Linked DNA regions of Macaca mulatta: region 2 is linked to region 1. A link is a contact called in public Hi-C data. All regions are on one chromosome and are shown on one strand. Each heading gives the region's core, a stretch centred on a gene start, on an enhancer-like site or on the middle of the called end of the contact. The rest is flanking DNA. Distances are from core to core; before and after follow the strand shown.

Region 1 (3,300 bases), core at 295-2,794:
CTTACATTGTTTAACTACCTCCATCTAAAATTGCCCTATCCTGCCTGTCCAAGGTCAAGTGACTCCCAACTGCCTATGTGGCATCTAAGGCACAGGGCCTCAATCTATTCTTTCAAAGCCCAAAAGACAACACTTAACTGGGCACTTAATGAGAGGCACTGTGCAAGCATGTTCACAACATTCTCTGCGCAGTGGCTAATACCCCATTTACAGGTGAGGCACGGGAAGCATGAGAAGCAAGCATCCCAATGTCACAAGGCTAGAAAGTGCCTGGTACACAATGCCAGGTAGAGCTAGCTCTTAACCTCTGCACTATCATGGCTAAAGAACGCTGACGTGTACTGAAAGTTTAAAGCTTTAACAAACAGCTTATTTAATCCTCACAATAGTGAGAAGGCCAGTTGGCAGCAATATTCTCATTTAAAAATGAGAAAAACCACAGGGAAATTAGTAACAATAATGGTGTGTAAAGAAATGGCCTTGGGAGATTTGAACCTAGGGAGTCAGATGGACCCTGGACCTCCATGCTAACCCTAAAGGTACCAGGAAAAAAAAAAAAAGCCAAAATAATTCCTAAGTGAAAAACAATGATTATAAAACACTAAAAGACACTAGCCTACATACATACAAAGGCTATTTTAAAAAGTTAGCCACTGAAGGATGTTTATTCTCTCATATCACATTTAAGATTTTTGTTGTTGTTTTCTTTTTTTGAGATGGAGTCTCGCTATATCGCGCAGGCTAGAGTGCAGTGGCGTGATCTGGGCTCACTACAACCTCCGCTTGCTCTGTCGCCAGGCTGGAGTACAGTGGCACAATCTTGGCTCACTGCAACTTTCGCCTCCTGGGTTCAAGCGAGTCTCCTATCTCAGCCTCCCGAGTAGCTGGGATTACAGGCGTGCGCCACTACGCCCAGCTAATTTTTGTATTTTTAGTACAAATGGGGTTTCGCCATGTTGGCCAGTCTGGTCTCGAACTCCTGACCTCAGGTGATCCGCCCGCCTCAGCCTCCCAAAGTGCTGGGATTACAGGCGTGAACCACCGCGCCTGGCCCACATTTCAGTTTTTAACCACTGTTTCTTAACTGGAAGAGACATCCTTTCCTTTCCTTAACCAATTGCTGGTAAAATCCGATTCAAAATTCTAGTGGAAAAACAACAGCAACACCACCACAAAAAAAGCTAACCCTATGAACCCCCAATGTCAAAATGATCTATCACAAAAAACTCTTCAGCGTCTAGAAAGTTTAGATATTGGATTTACGCGTTCCTATCCCTCCTTCCAAAAATAACAACTCGTAACTCTTTCAAGTTATTCTACTTAATCTCATCTTATCATTTCTGGAGGAAAGTGATTAATACACCTTTTTCATGACACTGCCTCTAAGGCCCCAAGAACCAAACAAGAGACCCGAGCTGCCGCCTTAGAGACTTCGGGTGCGGGCAGAACGCCGCGCCGAGGTGGAGGTAGGAGCCCCGAGGGCACAGCGGCCAGGAGGGCGGAGGAGGCTGCCGGAAGCTCGGCCTCCGAGCAATCCCCCGCCTCGCTGCGCTTCCATGCTTGCTAAGGGGTCGAGATGAAGAGGCTAGGGGGAGAGAGAGGGGCGAGTGGGACGAGTGGCCGGGAGCAGCCGCGGCCGCTTTACCTCAGAGCCCAGAGACCTGGGGGAGGGGCCCTCGGCGCTGCCGCGGACTCCGGGGCTCCCGGCGGGCAGGTCCTACAGGGCCGTGGAGCAAGAAGGCTGATGTCTCGGCCGTCTCGGGGAGTTCTCCCGACGTCGCCTGCTGTTTGTCAGTCGCCAGCTGTAACACGGTAGCGGGCCGGGTCACGCTGCTCCCGGCCGCCAGGCGGGTTGAGTGAGGGGTCGCGGTGCCGCCTCTCTAGGTCCGGTCTGGCCCACATCACCGGAGCCGGGGGTTTATTGTTCCGGAGAGCCACAGGCACTGTCGGCCTGGGCCCGCCGGGCAGTGTTTCGCTCCGCCCGTCCCGGCCTGGGGTCAAGCCAGCAGCTGCAGGCACGCCGACTGGCGGCGTATTGGGGGCCCGTGTGTGTCTCTTTAAGGGGCCGGGCCTGCGAAGCTGAGGGGCGGGTGGGGTGTGCGTCGCTCCCGGTGTGAGGGTGAGAGGGAGAGAGCGGCTGGCGGGCGTCCGAGGGAGGGAGGGAGCGACGAGCGAGGTAGCGACGCGGGCTGCCCCTGCCGCCGCCGCCGCCGCCGCGGTCGGACCTGCGGCCTCCTCCCCTCCCCTCCCCCGCGTCGCCCTGCCGCGGGGAGGGGGCTCTCGTCGCCGCCTCCAGCCGCTCCCGATGAAGCAGCTGCAGCCGCAGCCGCCTCCGAAGATGGGGGATTTCTACGACCCGGAGCACCCGACCCCTGAGTAAGTATCAGCTCCGCGGCCCCCTGCTGCTGTCGGCCGCCTCAGCCCCAGCCGAGGGCGGTGCGTCCTGACGGGTGGCGGCGCGGGCCGGCGCGAGGAGTAACGGGCCCGCGGTGGCTTCGCGCGGTCGGTGTCGGGAGCAGGCCCGCGCCGCCACTTCGAGCTGCCTGGCTGGGGCCGCTGCAGGCCCGCGGTTGGGCCCGGCGTTGGCGCCGCTGCTCGCGTCGCGGCGGCGGTTGGGCCGGGCCGGTGGGGGAGGGGCGGCCACGGTCCCTACCCGTGTCCGCACCGACCCGGCCAGCCCGGGGCTCGGCAGTCCTGGCGGGCTCCTCGCGGTTCGTCCGGGCCCCGCTGCTAGCCAAGGGGCATAGTCGGAGGAGCTGCCGGTGCCTGGCCCGGCAAGAGGGCGCCGGTGAGGGTAGGCCGCGAATCCCCGGGCTCGGGTGGAAGCTCGACCCGTCGCCCGACCTCCCCGCGACGGCAGCGGCTCGGACCGGAAGGGCCTAGCGCGGGTTGCCTGTCCCCCGGGCCGTGGAGGGGCCCGCGCTGCACTCCTGAGTTTGATTTTTTCCTCCTGGGAACTCGATCCTGGCCTCGCAGTGCTTCCGGCTTCACATTCTGCACCTTTGGCACTTGGGTTTTGTAATGGCGAGGTTTGTGTGGTCCCGTTGTTGAGGTGACACCGAGTTTGTTTTTCCGCCTGAAAATGAAAGCCACCTGAGGGGCATACATTTTCTTGCAGATTGTGAGATTTTCGCACTTTCGGACACGATTTTCTTGGTAACAGGAACCTCTTACCCTAAACGGATGACTTTCTATTTCTTGTGAAGACTTGGTTAAAAACTAAGAATCGTTTGAGGATTCTCTAAAGAAGACAGTGTTCTGGAAAACCGAAACACAGTTTTGCCCAATAGTAATTTTTCA
Region 2 (3,300 bases), core at 472-2,971, 120 kb before region 1:
AAAGGATCTCTGCAGTTTTATTTTTTCTTTCTTTTATTTCTTTGTGTGTGTGTATGTGAGAGAGAGAGAGAAATAGGAGAAATAGGGTCTTGCTCTGTTGCCCAGGCTGGAGTGCAGTGGTGCGATTACAACTCACTGCAGGCTTGACCTCCTAGGGTCAAGCGATCCTCCCACCTCACCCTCCCGAGTAGCTGGGACTACGGGCACAGGCCACCATGCCCAGCCAATTTTTTATTATTTGGAGAGACAGGGTCTCCCTACATAGCCCAGGCTGGTCTCCAACTCCCCCACTCAAGTGATCCTCTCGCCTCTCAAAGTGCTGAGATTACAGGTGTGAGCCACCATGTCTGCCCTTTTTTTTTTTAAACAGGGATCACCCACAGATGCTGAGAACTTTCCGGTCAAAGCCCAACAGGGAGCCCCACTCATCATCTCCCGGGCCGGACGTCTCCACATGGTTCGGTGGCTTGGCCAGGGAGCAGCACAGCATGCCCCTTCCACATGAAAAGACCCAGGCACAGGAGGGAGGCTGGCTCTTGCGACCAGAATGCTGGTGGGGAACAGGTGGTTAAGATATCTTTCCCTTTTAATGTCAGTCAGCATCCCTCTCCCCAGGCGGCCAGTAGGCCCAGCCCCGGGAAGCTTGTGGTGGTGGTGGTGATGCCTTCCAGTGTGGGGCAGGGTGGCTTCCCACCTCAAAAAATTTCCAGATCAGATTTTAAAAGCTCTTAAGAGACAAAGTAGTGATTCAACAATTAAGGGCAGGCAATGACTCCCAAGGAGAAGCCTTCTCTACAACAGCACAGCCAAGTTCGACAGGCACAAAGAAATATCTGTAGTGACAAGAGAGGGTGCTGAATTCAGTGGTGCCCATCAGCATGTAGGGCCGGCCACCGCCCCTGCCTCCATAGAAGGTAAGTCCATTTTCTCTCGTCTGTATGACAGAAAAGGGAGGCTGTCACCCCAATATCTCCCACTTCAAGGGCCTAAGCGGCGCACCTCTCAACCTTTCCCTTCAGGGGCTGAAAGGTTGTCCTCTTCCTCTCCCCGACTCGGCCCCGATCCCCTTCTGCTCGGCACCTCTCTCCCCACTACTCGGCAACCCTCAAACCTCTTCTCCCCAACCCTCTCCCCGCTCGACCTCTCTTTCTCTGACCCCCCGCCCCTTTTTACTCCCCGCTCGACCCCTTTCCCCTCAGCTCGCTGCCGCCCAGTCCGCGATACCTTGAGGGTCACGTCGCACAGCTTGCCCTGCCGCCGTATCTCCTCCATGACGCCGTAGCCGCGACTAGGCAACTCGGACACCGAGAAGTGCACCAGATCCTCCAGCTCCTCCGCGCCGTCCTCCACCATCTTCCCCGGCCGCCGCAACTGCGCAGGCCTCGCCGGCCGGCTAGACACTAACCAGGGCGGGGCGATCTAGCACGCCGACAGCGGCTCGGAGCGCGGAGCAGCAATTAGACGGGCCTCTGCGGCCGCCGTAGTTGAAACTCCTCGGCGCCGGAAGCCCCGCCGCCCCGCTTCCTGGTTCACGTGAGGCCTTCGTTGTCTCGCTACCTCGAACTTGGCTTCGCGCATGCATCGGCCGAAGTCTTTCTAGATCAATCGGCCCCATCTCTCGTCTTCCCGATTCGGCCATGACCTCACCCGTATCCTCGACGTAGGACCTCGGACTTCATTTCCGCCACCCCGACACTTCCGGAATCCCCGGAAGCGACCCGTTGCCATGGCGACTGTGTACACTGCTAGACAGCCCCGCGTGGGGAGTGCAGGTGGCTTCGGTTGTGGCCGTCGCGTCCCGGGAGCGTCGCTGCCTGGTGAACGGTGAGCAGGGGCTGCGCGCCGGTGGGAGTGGAGAGACGGGAGAAGGGTGTGCGCCTGGACTGCTGATAGTGGCTGGGGTCCAAACACCGCTCTATCTGGGGGTTCCCAGCTGGATCGCTCATCTCTGAAACCCAGGCGAAGGTGGGCGCGACATCACGAGAGTCCTTTCAGCCTGGCCTCGGCTTACGGTCTTCGGAACTAATGTTCATTGGTCCCATAAAGGGGTCGCGCCCAGGACACAGAGGCCGTGAGGCAGGGAGCCAGAGGTCGTCTGGACTCTTCTGCACTAGTCGATTTTCGTACTAGAGGGGGCTTTGGGATCACCAGTCGCGGCCCTTCGCGTTACAGATGAGGAAACCTCTCCAGAGAGGGACCGGAATGGGTTCAAAGCCCACTGCCGCCCAGGCTCCACGCGGGGGTCCGGCACATTGGGTGAGAAAAAGGAGAAAGGCTAGTTTTGCCTGCGTCCTAGTCTTGTTCAGCCAAGGCCAGGTGCAGTTGGACCAGTGTTTTGGATTCGGGTGTTGCTGCTGCCGCTTCGGGTAGCTATGAGGGTTCCCCCATGACAGCCCCTCGTCTAGACAGGAGCACTGGAAGACAGGGACCCACCTGGTGCCTACCACCCCAACCACCAAACGCTCCCTTTCCTCTTGTCGAGTCTTCATGGGTGCTTGTTGACAATTCTGTTAATTCCCACTAAAGACAAATGAGGAAACCTCGAGCGTCTTAACACAGAAGTCTCTTGGTGACCATTCAGAGACTTGCTTTGTTATACCAGAAATATCAAAGGGTGGTTCCCCAAGGAGAGACATTCCCCACAAAGTCCTGAGGGAAAAAGGGAGGGGTCCGGGCGCCGTGGCTTACGCCTGTAATCCTAACACTTTGGGAGGCTGAAGTGAGCGGCTTGCTTGAGCTCAGGAGTTCAAGACCAGCCTGGGCAACACGGCGAAACCCTGTCTCTAGGAAAAATACAAAAATTATTCGGGCGTGGTGGTGCACGCCTGTAGTCCTAGCTACTTGGGGGACTGAGGTGGGAGGATCGCTTGAACCCAGGAGGTGGAGGCTATGGTGAGCCGAGATTGTTTCACTGCACTCCAGCCTAGGTGAAAGAGTGAGACCCTGTCTCAAAAAAAAAAAAAAAAAAAAGGGTGAGGTGAGGTGCTGGACGTGGATTTTTGCACCTGGAAACCAAGTGTCCTCCTGGAAGGGCTGTGGGCTTGGGTTGGAGTTGTCATGGAAGGGGAGTGACATCATATGCCCCTTGGGACTCTCTCAGTAGTGATTGAAGATAGATCCACATATGAAGATTCAGCTGCCCTCTGACTTCCAGCCATTACCATCACCACCCACCGCCATTTCCTGAACACCTACTCTGGCCTGGGCTCTGCCCTGGACATTGTGAGGGGATTCCAAAGAGATAAAAAGCACAATCCTTGCCTTCAAGCAGCTTGTAATTTAATTTGGGAACTGAAACCC

Evidence for each region. A called contact is a pair of places that touch in the nucleus more often than the background predicts.
Region 2: a contact with region 1 is called in a Hi-C map of fetal cortex germinal zone, with 1.7 times the contacts expected there. The contact joins the promoter of KIF9 here to the promoter of SETD2 in region 1. A contact is called at or near these places in 2 of 14 Hi-C or Micro-C datasets (blood and fetal cortex germinal zone).

The regions. Positions count from the first base shown.
Region 1 is chr2:110,509,998-110,513,297 of T2T-MMU8v2.0, reverse strand. SETD2 (SET domain containing 2, histone lysine methyltransferase) reads left to right here and starts at 1,544. Exons shown (of 18, transcript XM_028844063.2): 1 at 1,544-2,376. The coding sequence starts at 2,306. LOC144339139 (a long non-coding RNA gene) reads right to left here and starts at 2,037. Exons shown (of 2, transcript XR_013413860.1): 1 at 1,646-2,037.
Region 2 is chr2:110,630,878-110,634,177 of T2T-MMU8v2.0, reverse strand. KIF9 (kinesin family member 9) reads left to right here and starts at 1,721. Exons shown (of 22, transcript XM_077992470.1): 1 at 1,721-1,824. It overlaps KLHL18 (kelch like family member 18), which reads right to left and starts at 1,375. Exons shown (of 11, transcript XM_077992518.1): 1 at 1,225-1,375. It overlaps LOC144339144 (a long non-coding RNA gene), which reads left to right. Exons shown (of 3, transcript XR_013413866.1): 3 at 210-1,373.